2 separate regions of the Mus musculus genome follow, and region 2 is linked to region 1. The links are chromatin contacts, called in public ChIA-PET maps. All regions are on one chromosome and are shown on one strand. Each heading gives the region's core, a stretch centred on a gene start, on an enhancer-like site or on the middle of the called end of the contact. The rest is flanking DNA. Distances are from core to core; before and after follow the strand shown.

Region 1 (3,594 bases), core at 57-2,556:
TAAGGGACTTAGAAGGAGGCAGAGGACACTTTGGGCAAGGTGTCCAGCACAAAAGCTGGATGCCTCCCCTGAACCCTGTTCCCTTAGGAGCCAGATCCCTAGGCCGACCCTCTGCATCCCTTGTGCGGGCTTCCCTCCGTGCTGCGACTCCAGAACTCTGCCACAAGACCTCGAATCAAGGCTTACCTGGAGACACGGAGGGAGAAGGGGGCCTCCAAAAGTCCTCGAACTCGGAGCAGGGGTCACAAACGCTGCCTTCGCAGCTGTTGGGGGACGCGGAGGCCCTGTCGGGAGCCTCGGTAAGCTGAGAGTCGGGGGACAAACGCTCTCGGGGCTCCATTTTCGACTCGCCTGCACTCACAGCGCCGCCCTCTGCGGAAAAGATTCAGGAGAGAAATAAACCTAAACCTGGCCGAACTGAAGTGGTTCCACCGTGGCGCCCGTGTCCTCCTCTGTCCACTCTGACCCAACCGGGAGCCCTCCCTCCCGAATTCAAGAGCCGACTGCGAGCGCCAGGGGCATCTCTGGCAAGCTCAGCAAATCTGAGCACCGGGAAACAAAAACAAAAACAAAAAAGCACCCGAGGGGCGTTAGGATAGCCTCCCCCGATTCCTAGGAAACGAGGTGGCTTGGAGCAGAGTCGGTGTCCTCGGCAGCTGCCCTACCCGGCCTCTGCGCGCTTCGCACCTGCTCTGCCCGGCGCAGGCACGGTCTCCAGGCGCAGGGAGTAGTCCGGCCCCGGAGAACGCGGCTGGTGATAGCTGTGCGCCTTCTTGCTCTTGACCAGGAATGAGCGCGGCATGGTGGTCAGCCGCTGGACGAATGTTTGGACCCTCGGATACTCTGAGTTCTGAGAGAAGGGGGAAAATTGGGTGGAAACGAGGGTCAGCACCGATGGCGGTTGTGGTAGGTTCCCAGGCCAAGGAAGAGTGTGGGCCAGGGAGGAGAGAGGGAAGCCGCGGGAGGAGGGGCCTGGACCCAGGCGCCACGCTCACCAGGTGGCACTCGGACAGGTGGCACGAATCCCGGCCTCCGCCGCCACTGCAACAGCTCAGTGGTAAAACCTGTCCCCAGGCTCTGGCTCTGGTCCCTTTGCTCTGCCCTGCCCACGCCTCAGCCCCTCCCCTTCCCTACCAAAGCTAGATCATCACTCTCCTGAGAGCAGTAGTCCACAACTGGTCCGTTATCCCAAGTCAACCCTGCAAGCCCACCTGCTCCCTTCTGGGTTGTGGCTCACGCCAGGGATGCGTGGCTTAGTTTAGCCAGTCAGGGGGCATCAGTGTTTGGGACCCGGAAGGGGCTTGGAGCCAAAACCTCCAGGAGCCCCGCGACGAACAGAAGCGAAAGAGGGGCGTACTAGGGACTGGTTTGCCTAGGGACTATGTGCTGCAGTGGCTGGAGCAGAAGTCAGGAAGCCAGAGGCACAGGAAAGTGAGGTGGGAGTGGCAAAGGACCAACACTTGTCCCAGGAGAAACGCCCACTGGAATAGTGGTGTGGCACCGGCCAGGACGGCGACCACTGAGAAACATTCCAGACCTGTAGGCCTTGCTTCAGAAACTAAGTCCCAGAAAGAATTATTTTCTGATCTGCTCACCAAAAATCTTGTCCTAGGGAAGTTGAGTTTAAACTGCGTGCTTACTGGCAAACACGCGGTGCCCAAATTTAATGAGTGCCAACGACTTCGCGGGCCAGCAAGATGAAACCGGAGCGCGCACGAGTGAGCAGTGGCCAGAAGGCCTGGCCAGGAGGCCAGGGTCCCTGAGCATGACCGAGAGCTGGCGTCGCTCTCTTTAACCCCCAATCAGTTCACCTAATCTCGGGTCGAAACCTGAGCCCTGCAGGAGGCGGGGCTGAGACTGCGTCCCAGCTCCTGGCCCGCTCCGGGGGCGACCCTAGGGAGGCCTAGGGTGAAACGAATCCGCCTGCCTCCAAGGTCCAAGGCAATAGAGGCTGAACGGCGGCGGCGGGCTCAAAGACTGGGGCACAGGCCGGCGCACGCCCCGGGTCTTTGGGCTTCGTGCAGTTCAGACTGAGGAACCCGAGCCTCTTCGCCACCCCCCCCCAGGAGCGCGTACAGAACACACCCTGTTGTACCCACTTAAAAGGAGCCCAAGGACTCCTGCTTCAGATTCCCAGTCATAATGTATAGTCACACGCCTTGGTCGGGTTTGGCTCCCAGAACCCAGGCTCCGGCGCTTTAATTTTCCCGCACTCCCTGTCTGTACAGCCAGACGCTCCAACCAGAGGACAATTCTTAAAGCAAGCATGAAGAGCAAGAAAACAGGGCAAGAGTTCTGGAGGCCTCGATGAGGTTCGGTCCTGCGATAGCCAAGAACGGGACCCGTGGGAAGCAGGGCTGTCTGGTCCCGCGCTGGGTCTGCGCGTCAGCACCACGCGGGACAGGGTAGACACAGAGGTGGCGTCCTCGCCCAGGCCACAAACCTACGCTTCGGAGGGCTTTGCTGGGTTCCGGGTAGGAGGGGTAAGGGGATGGCAAGGAGGCCCAGCGCGTGGGAAGGCAACCTCGTGCTGCAGCTGGCGTCCAGGGGGCGGGGCGGCACGCTCCTGGCACAGCGGCCCGCCAGGCTTCCCCTGGTCATCTGAGGCTGGAAATTCGGGAGCTGAAGGCAAGGCGCTCAGAAGGAGGCCTCCAGAAGCCCGCTGCCGCCACATGCCCACCAGATGTTTTCTTCCTGCGTGGATCCCACTCTGCTATCTAACCGCTAAACTGTGTGCCCCTCTATTCCAGATCTTTCGCTCCACCGCTTGGGTGGCTCCAGAACCCAGCAGCCGATGCTCTGCAGCAGGTGGGGACCCGCCTGCGCCCTCGGGACGTCCCCACAGTGTCAATGTACTCCTACCAGTCCTCGAGGCCACCCCCGCCTGAGCGGGAGGCACAGCAGTTCAGCAAACCTACCTTCGGGGTCAGGGCGCGGGCACCGAGCTCTGAGAGTGTGCAAACTGAATCTTGCTTTCGGGAGAGACTGATCTGTCTCTCTGACTTTTTTTTTTTTTTTTTTTTTAATCTCCTTCGGAGCTCAGCCCCCAAAACCACAAACTTCACTTCCTGAGCGTTAGAGGCGCTCACTAGCCTTCTCAACCCCAGCCCCATCCCCCAGTGGGACAGCGGGCCACGAGCCTCCTTTGCGCAAGGGGTCAGGAGGTGACAGGAAGGGGGTATCCTTGCCAACTCCTTGGGCACCCCTGAGCAGCCCCCAATTTGTTTGTCTGTGGGATCGCGGGGCTATCTATAGAGTCCCCGGGATGTCTGAGAAATCAGCACTAGAAATGACTAGAAAGAAAATCGAAGTATTCTTGGCTCCTGGAGACTTCCGCAGCGAGAAGTCACAGATTCAGGACACAGATTGACAGGAGCTGCGGGCGCTGGTAGCAGGCAGCTCGCACGGCTCCCGTGGGCACCCCAATCCTGTCGACTGTTTGGGCAGCATCGCCCCGATCGCGGCCGTGAATCACCGGACCCCGGTGCCACCGGCCTGGAGTCCGGCCACTGGCCACCGCGTCCGCAGAAAGAAACCTGCGCCTCGGGCCCCGAAATAACTTGTTGTGGAAACACTTGAGGATAAATACGCCCA
Region 2 (3,730 bases), core at 241-2,740, 590 kb after region 1:
AGCGGGACAATAGAGTTCGTGTCTTCTGTGTTTTGTTTTGTTTTTCTCTTCTGCTTAGTTGTTCTGTCCATTATCAACACTAGGATATTAAAGTGTCTAAACAGTGTTCTTCTATTTCCTATTTCTACGTTCATTTGTCAGGACTTGCTACATGTACTTTACTGATATTTTATGTGCACATGCATGTATATTCCTGTGGTACTGTCTTACTGATATTTTGATTTAATAAGACAGTGTGGTATTGTCATAAAAACACCTAATTAATAAACTATGTCATTAACTAATCACTGATAAATTCAAAGGCTACACACACACACACACAATTTATTTGTTTGTTTATTTTTATTCCCTTCCCCCCTCCCCCAGACAGGGTTTCTCTATGTAGCTGCTGTCCTGGAACTTGCCTGGAAGTCACAGAGATCCATGACATAATATTTTTAACACCACTCATGTTGGGTAAACATGCAGAAGAATGGAACTGGACCCTTCCTTTATACATACAGAAATATCAAGTAAAAATGGGTTAACCACTAAAATTTAATATCTGAAGCTATAAAACTCCTATAAGAAAAAGGTGAGAAGAAACTTCACCAAAACTGATGCTTTTTTTCCCCCTTAAACATATAACACCAAATTCACAGAGAATTACCACCAAAAAAAAAAAAAAGTACGTGTGATTATGGTAAACTGAAAAAAAAAAAACATGAACTAGATGAAAATTTAGCTTACAAATCAAATATAAAGGTTGCTATCCAAGATATTAAGGAATTCATACAACTTAACAGCAGCAAAACCTCTATCTTGTTCTTGGCTTCCTAGAAAAACAGAGTTCGTGAGAAGGGGTTTGGGTCTTTTGACTTACAGAAGCAAGGTCCGCAAGGAGAATGAGTGTGCACAAAGGAAGACAAGGCTGGGGTGGACTCTGTTCAAAGACCGGCTTCTGTCTCATTGCATGAGCCCGGGAAAATTCCCGCATCTAGAGCGGAAAGACCTTGCCTACCAAACACGTGGCCCCCTACGGTTTAGAGGTTCCTTCCAGAGGACAGCTTTCCAAAGAAGGGGAGCACACTCACTGATTGCCAATCGCATCAGGATCGCTTAATCTGCAGGCTTGCCCCAGACCCGAGTCTGTCAGAGTCGTCCTGTCAGAAAACTGGGGCCATAACACCAGGAGGAAGTGAGTAGGACTAATAATACACCAGAAACACCAGCAGCTAAATACTGCACCGACACTGGGCAGCGCTAGATGCGCCTGGCTCAAGGCGCACAAACTTGGAATCCTGAGATGGCGGGGCAGGTGCGGGGACTCTCGGTGGCACCGGAAGCGAGGCTCCCGAATGGATCAGCCGGGGATTCCGTGGACCTTTGGGTTCGGGAGGAGGCAGGGACTCCCGGGAGAATCACCCCGGGGCCGGTCCGCGGGGAACGTCGTCAGGGAGCGACCGCGGGCACTCGCCACTCTGACGTACTTCCTGTGCGCTGGGGCTGGCGAGGCAGGCTGGGAGGGAGCTCTTGACAGTCCGGGTGTGGGCTCTGGGTGCGGGTTTGCAACGCCCGCTGTTACACTAAGTTTCGGGCCGACCGGCCCAGCGGCAGGGCAGAATGCGGCTGGGCTCCGGGGCCTTCGCTGCCAGCTGCGTAGCGATTGAGGTGATCGGGGTCGCGATATTTATTCGGGGATTCTTCCCAGCTCCTGTTCGTTCCTCTGCTAGACCAGAGCACGATGCAGAGACCCCAGCGCCCGAACCCGTAGCAGGTATAGCCCCCCGCCCCCATCTCGGTGGTTCCCGCTTTCATTCTGCCCCACCACGGAAACAATTTGTATTGTTTTAGTGTTGTTTGTGTATCATACACCTTCGAGGCATTCGCAGCCTCCCGCCCCATGTCGACCTATGTGATAATCAGAGGATTCCCAGAGTAACTCCGACTTTGCGTCTTGTTTGCCGCTGTTCAGTGATTCGTACCCCTTTTCCTAATAATCCTTTCAATCACTACCAATTTAGGTTTCCAGTTTTGGACCCATAGGGCATAACAGGTGATGTTTCTTCAGATCTCCTCCAGTTTTCTACAACTCTCCCCCAGAAGACCTCCCGGCCCTCAGTGCTTAGGGCCTCTCTGCATTAGCACCCTAGTAGCCTCACCAACACAGAAATAAACACCTGATACCCACTCCGCTGCAGTGAAACAGGTCCATATAATCACAGCCACTGGACATGTAAACCCATAGGTTCACTGCCTGCAAGACTAGGCTTTAGGGCAAGCTCAGGGAGGCACAGTTTCCAACTGTATGTCTCTTAGGTAGAAGTGGCCCTGTCCTGGACTCTTCACCTTGCTAAGAGTAGTGCACTACACATTCCTGGGATACCTACTCATTGTTAACATACTGTCCAGCCTAGCCAGGAGATGCCCTTCTTGGTAGTCACCTGCAGGCTGGTTACAACCCTTGAAGGAACCTTCACAGTTGTCTTGTTTGGTTTCTTAGAAAATTAACACAACACTGGCTACCCAAAATGGGCCTTCTTTCAGGTTGAAATAGATTTGATGTGTGCTAGAAGAACAAAGGAAAAAGACATTGAAGGCAATGGAGTGCTGAATGGAGTTTAAAATTTAATTTCCCCTTTTCTAAATACTTTTAGGAGTCCGTTCGAACTGGACCAAGCTGCCACCACCTCTCTTCAGTAAAGTGGTTATTGTGTTGATAGATGCATTAAGAGATGATTTTGTGTTTGGGTCGAAAGGTGTGAAGTATATGCCCTACACAACGTATCTGGTAGAAAAAGGAGCATCTCATAGCTTTGTGGCTGAGGCAAAGCCACCCACAGTTACTATGCCTCGAATCAAGGTAAATTTAACTTGGTTAAATTTTATGAATCATGACTTGGCTCTTTTGAAGGTTTAGAGCGATTATTTAACCGACTTGGAGACCCTGTTTTAATAACATGGGAAATATTTCAGTGTTGTCAGTGTTGCTGGGCAGTGGGGTGCTGAGGAAATCCCATAATAAGGTAATCTTTTTACCCCTTGTTAAGTAGCTGAAGTTCATCCCTCATGGAAAGGGGGAGGGATTTAGAACCAGATTTTCCAGGCCACCGTAGTCCAGGAGGTATCCTCCTTTGTGGTGGCCTATTGTGTTCCTTAGTCGTCAGGCTTGAGGGAGCCTTTGGGCATATTCAGCCTAGTTCATTAACTGTATATACAAGAAGACAAACTCGGTCAAGTTAAATTATTTGTCAGAATTATACAAAATGATCAAAGAACTATGAACTGGTCTGAAGAGCTGTTACTTCTACTACATAATTTGTTGTTCAGTCTGATGAGGGCACTTCTGAAGTGCATTGTGCTTTACCTAAGAATTGTGGCGGGGGTGGGGGGTGGGGAGGCTGGAGAAATGGCTCAGAGGTTAAGAACACTGACTGCTCTTTCAGAGGTCCTGAGTTCAATTCCCAGCAACCACATGGTGGCTCATGACCATCTGCAATGGGATATGATGCCCAGTTCTGGTGTGTCTGAAGACAGCTACAGTGTACTCATATAAATAAAATAAAATTAAAAAAGAAGAGGAGGAGGAGGAAGTACTTAGCAACTACTAGGTGTTGATACTCTAATGAATATACATTTGGGGGAAACTGATTTCATGTGGCTTGTCGTCTCTATGGATGTACAAAGGCATTGGACAAACAAGCATTCAAAGAAACATGTAGTTACATTGCAATGAGTGCCTGAGGAAAGA

What was found. ChIA-PET counts read pairs in DNA pulled down with a chosen protein or histone mark.
Region 2: a contact with region 1 is called in an RNA polymerase II ChIA-PET map of memory CD8 T cells, with 6 read pairs. The contact joins the promoter of Pigg here to the promoter of Gfi1 in region 1. A contact is called at or near these places in 1 of 39 promoter capture datasets (liver) and 2 of 115 datasets of contacts at active chromatin or transcription factors (bone marrow-derived macrophages and memory CD8 T cells).

What each region holds. Positions count from the first base shown.
Region 1 is chr5:107,723,037-107,726,630 of GRCm38.p6, forward strand. It overlaps Gfi1 (growth factor independent 1 transcription repressor), which reads right to left and starts at 1,307. Exons shown (of 6, transcript NM_010278.2): 1 at 688-1,307; 2 at 187-372. The coding sequence starts at 802. RefSeq lists promoters at 938-1,326, 2,723-3,594, 2,894-3,128.
Region 2 is chr5:108,311,323-108,315,052 of GRCm38.p6, forward strand. It overlaps Pigg (phosphatidylinositol glycan anchor biosynthesis, class G), which reads left to right and starts at 1,491. Exons shown (of 13, transcript NM_001310689.2): 1 at 1,491-1,756; 2 at 2,637-2,842. The coding sequence starts at 1,603.